2 separate regions of the Mus musculus genome follow, and region 1 is linked to region 2. A link is a contact called in public HiChIP or PLAC-seq data. All regions are on one chromosome and are shown on one strand. The core of a region is the stretch at or near the end of the contact, and the rest is flanking DNA. Distances in the headings are between cores, read along the strand shown.

Region 1 (2,881 bases), core at 371-2,870, 210 kb after region 2:
ATGAGCCCTCCCTAAGGCAGAACTTGCAATACAGGGTCAGTGATGGTGATTTTGTTGAACAATAAGCAGGAGTTCTACCAAGCCCAGCAAAAGTTCAAACCCCCCCACCCCTCCCACCCCCGCCCACCACCACCAGGAGAGGCCTATTCAGCCCTCTTATTTTGTTTGCTGTTGCTGTTTGTGTTTTTAAGGCATTATTCCATGAGGCTGGCCTCAAATTCAGTATATAGCCAAAGGGGCTACACAGAGGAACCCTATCTCAAACAAAACAAAACAACAAAACAAAACAAAAGGGTAATTTATCCCTTTTGCCATTTATTTATGTACTTTTGTGAATGGTTTTGGTTTGTTTGTTTGTTTATTTGTTTGTTTCTAAGACAGGGTTTCATTGGGTAGCCTTAGTTGCCTTAGAACTAGCTTTGTAGACCAGGCTGGCCTTGAACTCAGAGATCTGCCGGACTCTGCCTCCCGAGTGCTGGGATTAAAGGTGCATGCCCCCACCACCTGACCTGCTTTTGTCTTTATTTTTATTTGTCTTTATTATTTTTAATTATGTGTAAGAGTGTCTGCATCCTGCTGAGGCCGGAGGTATTTGGCATCCCAGAGCTGAGGTTGCTTACTAATGATTGAAAGCCACCCGAGCTGGGACTGGGAACCAAACTGGGTCCTCTGGAAGAACAGCAAATGATGCTGCTGAGTCCTCTCTCCAGTCCCTGCCTTAGTCTTTTTTTTCAAGTACATTTCTTTATTGTGTGTGCATATGTATCATATGTGCATATGTATCATATGTGTGTGTACACACATGTACACACACATGTGTGTGTGTGTACGAACATGTGTGCGCTTGTGTGTGTGCATGTGTGTTGGACTGTGTGCATGTGTATGTGCACTCATGTGTGCCTGTGTGCATGTGCATGTGTGCATGCCTGTGTGTGCTCACGTGTGTGTGTGTGTGTGTGTGTGTGTGTGTGCACATGTGTGTGTAAATCAAAGGACAATTGGCATGAGTTAGTTCTCACTTCCCATCACATGGACCCAGGGACTGAATTTAGGTCCTCGGGCTTAATAGTAAATACCTTCATCTGCTGAGCCATCTCACTGGGCCCCACCATAGATTTTAAAACTCATCTGACTCCATTACAACCTTCAAGAGGTAAGCATTCTTACTACTACTATTTCAAAGACAAAGAAACTGAGGCCCAGTGATGCCCTGTGATTGCTGAAGTTCCCGGAGCCAGGAATGCCTGAGCTGGGACTTGAACCCAAATTCTCAAGGAGACAGTGTAAGAGGTTGTTTTGAGAGTCTCAGGGACTATGTGGGCTAGGCCTGGGTCCAGGAGCCCAGAGATGATGGGGGTGGGGTGCTGAGTATTCGAATGGGGGTGGTATGCAAATTCTTGAACTAAGGCTGGGGTGGAGGTCTGGGCTCTGGCAAGGGAGAGGTTCATGTTTCCACATCCCCACGCCCTTGCAGATGGATGTAGTGCACAGAAGGGGATGTTTGTTTCCCCACCACCCACCCTTTGGGTGACATCACAGCAGGACAGCCAATGGCCAGGGTCCCCCTTCTGCCCCCCCCTTCCCATTCCTTTTCCCTCCCAGCCCAAGGCTAGGACTAAACAGACAGACCAAGGAGCTCTGGAGGTGTCTGGAGGCCCACCGGTAAGAAATAATCAGCTGGCCACTCTGGAGTGGACTGGGCTGAGCATCCCTAGGAACACAGCCCAGGGTTCTGGGAGGTCTGGGAAGGGAGATTAACATAGGAGTCAAATTCATGGACTTCAGAACCAGGCTCTGGGTTCAAATTCTATGCTCCCAATGTTGTGTGTGTGTGGGTCCTTTGATCTCTCGTGGTTCAGGATGGGCTCCAGTTTATGTAGCTGGATATAATTGAGCTTGTAGACTCCCTGCTTTCGCCTCCCAAGTGCCAGGGTCACAGGCATGCACAACCGCGCTGAGTATTAGTGTGCTGGAGATGGAATCCAGGGCCTCATGCATGCTAGGCAAGCCTCTATCTACCCAGTCTACGGTGTTCTCTGTAGCCCTTCCTTTAGTGCTTTTGGAGACACAGTCTCAGATTCTTTCTATATAAGCCAGGCTGCCTTTAGACTCCAGAAAAGCCTCTGAGTTTATAAAGTCTCATGAGTTCTGGCATTATAGGTGTGCCCACCTATACCTGCCTGGGCAGCTTCGGGCTATCCCTTTGTCTTCACTTTCCTATCTGTAAGATGGGCAGATAGAGGCCCCTTGGGTGGAATATGTGAATTGCTGGGAAAGGGTTCTTGGTCTTTGAAGGTGGGTGCTGGAGAGCTAGCATTGATCCCATTGGTAGGAGACAGGACTTGAAATTTAGTTGGTGCCTCAATTTGATGTTCCCTTTTGGTTGGGAGGAATTGGGGGGCTGCTGTGGTACGAAGGCTGGGTATTGAAGACAGGTGCGATGGGTCATGCCTGTAACCCCAACATAACAGAGGTGGAGAGAGGCAGAAGGATCAAGAGTTCAAGGTCACCCTCAGCTACACGGGGAGTGTGAAGCCAGCCTGCACAACCAGGAAACTTTGTCTCAAACATACAAAGATGGCTGAATCTGAGAAACAGGTGCATAGCCCCTGCTCTCTGCACTCTGATGTTGCCAGAAATTAGTTTATAACTGAACACTTACCATATGTGAGGAATAGTCAAAGTACCTGTTGGGGTGTGTGTGTGTGTATGTGTGTGTGTGTGTGTGTGTATGTGTGTGTGTATTGAAGACAGACTCCAGGCTGGCCTCCAACTCACAATCCTCTGACCCCAGCTTCCCAAGTGTTGGGATTACAAGCTGGCACCATGCCAATGAAACTACTTTTATTGGATGCATACTTCTTACTGGTAAGAAAACTGA
Region 2 (2,700 bases), core at 26-2,525:
CTCTGCTAGAGATGAGCCTCATCTGGGCACCCTCAAGCCTTTGTTCAGTCAGTGGGAACCCCAGGCTGATTTTTGCACAGCCTTTCCTGTTACCAAGGAGGTCTTTCAGCGCTGCCCCTCATCAGCCATGCACATGCAAACAGGTGGAGAACGCCAGAGGTAGCGCCAAAGATGGGCATCTCATCAAGACCTCCCTACCGCCCCCAGCCCCCCCCCCCCCCCACCACCACCCGACTGGACCAGTTTCTCTCCCATGGCCTGCATGGAGGTTCTTGCTCTTCCTGCACAGAACTCATAGTCTGGTCCCCTCACCCCACCTCCTGTCCCCAGGCTTAGGTTCCCTCGGAATGGACCCAGGAAAAAGCCCGGTGTGGCATATGATTATAATCCCAGCACTCTAGAGGCTGAAGCAGGAGGATCATTGAGTTAAAGGCCAGCCTTATCAGAATAAAACTAGGAAACCCGGATAAACCCTCCGATTACATCATTTGGAGGGACATCCTTACTGGCTGCTTTGGCACCTCCTACCTAGTGCTTAGGAAAGCTTCCCAGCCACTGTGGAGCCCGGCCTTTGTGCCTCTTTCCCAGGAGCAGCGCCCAGGATCCTTGTTCAGTCCTTTATTCTCATCTAAGCTGGGAGAATCTAGATTCCTCCGGATGCTGCAGAGGACTGGTTCCTACCGGCGGCCGCGGCCAACGCAGTCAACCCTAGCTGTGAGAGCTATGAATCCTGCGCTCGCGATAGGATAGCGCATAGTAGGACAGAGGGTGGAGTGCGGCTGGAAAGCGCCCCCTGGTGACCTTGGCTGCGCCGCGATGGAGTGGCCTGAGGGCTGGCTTAGCAAAGGACTTACACTCAAAAGGACTGGGAGGCAGAACATCATTTTTGGAAAAAACAACTGTCGTCAGAGCCAGGAGGAACGTTATCCCTCAGGCCTTGGCTCGGCAGCTTGCTCCTCTGGGAAGCCCTCTTTGACTCCCCTAGTTCGGATCTGGCTATTCTGCTGGACGCCTATAAAACAGCGTTGTCAGCGCGAGCCTGCCAAATCAGGACGGGACTCTTCTCTGCCTGCGCCCCACCCCCACTTCTTGCCTGCATCTACCATTCCATCTTATGATCTTTGTTATCCACTCATCCCACCCTACCCTCTGCTTTCACCCCATCCTGTCTGTGTGTCCATTCCACTCCAGACTTTCTGCCAGCTCCCCGCAATCCAACTGCCTATGGTTTTACAGCACCCCACCCTGCTCCCAGCTCTCTGCCTGCTTCCCCCACACTCTGACTGGGATCCTATCTCACCCTCCCTGACTGTTTCCTTAGCCCCATCCCACTCTAACTCCCCCACCCCCGACCCTTGACTCTGCGGAGTATCACTACCGCCTCACAGATTTTATTTTGTCCAGCGGCTTTATTAAGATATAATCTACTTGGGGGGTGGGGTGGAGAGATAGCTAGCGGTTAAGAGCACTGGTTGCTCTTTGAGAGATCCATTCAAAACCTACCACCCACGTGGCGGCTGTAACTCCATCCAGTTCTAGGCCATTCATTGCCCTCTTCTGGTCTCTGCAGGCACTGCACATACCTAGTGCACAGACATAACATCTAGCTTAGTTCAGTTCCCTGCAACCACATGTTGGCTCACAACTATCTGTAATGGGATCCGTTGCCTCTTCTGTTGTGCCTGAAGATAGCAACAGTGTACTCACGTATATTAAATAAATCTAAAGCAAGATGTAATCTATTTATAAAGTTCACATTTTAAATGATCTCATAATCGATGGCGATTTTACAGTTGAGCGTCCATCATTGTGAATTCTACTTTAGAACATTAAGGTCATTCCAAAATGACCTGTTCACCCATGCGTAGTCACTCCTTATTCCTATCCCACCCCAGGCAATCACTGATGCCTGTTAAGTCTCCATCCCTCCTCTATGCACAACTCTCCGCACCACCCCAAGTTGGGAAAATATTTCTTTTGCATGCTAAGGTTTTTGCAGTGACACAGAACCTACCCTGAGGGAACTCAGAAGTCCCATTGGGGACATGGCTAGCTAGTAAAAGATGCTTGCTGCACAAGTCCAACACCCTGAGTCCCAGATAAACTCCCGAGGACTGTCCTCGGACGTGGAAACTTAAGGGTTCTTTGGAAAGGCAGCTGTGTTGGCTGGTGTTTTGCTGGGGCCCGTGGGTGAAGGAACATTTTGTTAAAGTGGACACAGGTGTGAAAGGCTAAGGTGAACTCGTGAAGGGACGTTTCACTGACACAGACACAGGAAAGAGGATGTTCTGCTAAAGCAAGCACGTAAAAGGACACGTGATGAGCGAGTCTTTGCTAACAACACACATGCATTGGTTCACCTTACGTTGCAGAGTCGAGCTGCATTTGTTGGGATGCCATAGAGAGAAACACATCAAAAAACTTCTGGTGGTGTGCTGCAGTTTCTTGCTGCTTCCCAGGACTTGGGCTGATTGGCAGAGTGATGTCAGCTGAGACAGATGCGCATGCTGAGGCATGACACATGTAGAACACATGATGTTTGGAGGGCATAAATAGGACTAGGCAGACAGTGATGGGGACAGAGCTTGGCTCGCTGGTACAGCTAGCTGTGTAACGTTTGTGGGTCTCACATCTTCTCTGATCTTCGCTTCCCTGAGAGAGGCACAGCCTAGAACTTCTCCAGGCATTCCTCCTGGTCCT

Evidence for each region. HiChIP or PLAC-seq counts read pairs in DNA pulled down with a chosen protein or histone mark.
Region 1: a contact with region 2 is called in an H3K27ac HiChIP or PLAC-seq map of embryonic stem cells, with 5 read pairs. The contact joins the promoter of Prx here to the enhancer-like site in region 2. A contact is called at or near these places in 4 of 39 promoter capture datasets (cranial neural crest, frontonasal cranial neural crest, maxillary cranial neural crest and 1 more), 1 of 15 datasets of contacts at CTCF or cohesin (embryonic stem cells), 4 of 484 Hi-C or Micro-C datasets (all in embryonic stem cells), 6 of 115 datasets of contacts at active chromatin or transcription factors (the NIH/3T3 cell line, embryonic stem cells and pancreatic cancer cells) and 3 of 9 other capture datasets (adipose tissue, liver and pancreatic islet).

The regions. Positions count from the first base shown.
Region 1 is chr7:27,497,704-27,500,584 of GRCm38.p6, forward strand. It overlaps Prx (periaxin), which reads left to right and starts at 1,621. Exons shown (of 7, transcript NM_198048.2): 1 at 1,621-1,662.
Region 2 is chr7:27,284,371-27,287,070 of GRCm38.p6, forward strand. No RefSeq gene overlaps it. Among named protein-coding and RNA genes, the nearest start is that of Numbl, 27 kb to the left of the region's middle. Within about 2 kb of position 1,276, at least 50 of the 459 cell types and tissues checked have an H3K27ac peak or open chromatin away from gene starts, as enhancers often do. A contact at or near this core is called in adipose tissue and embryonic stem cells, where this site is marked.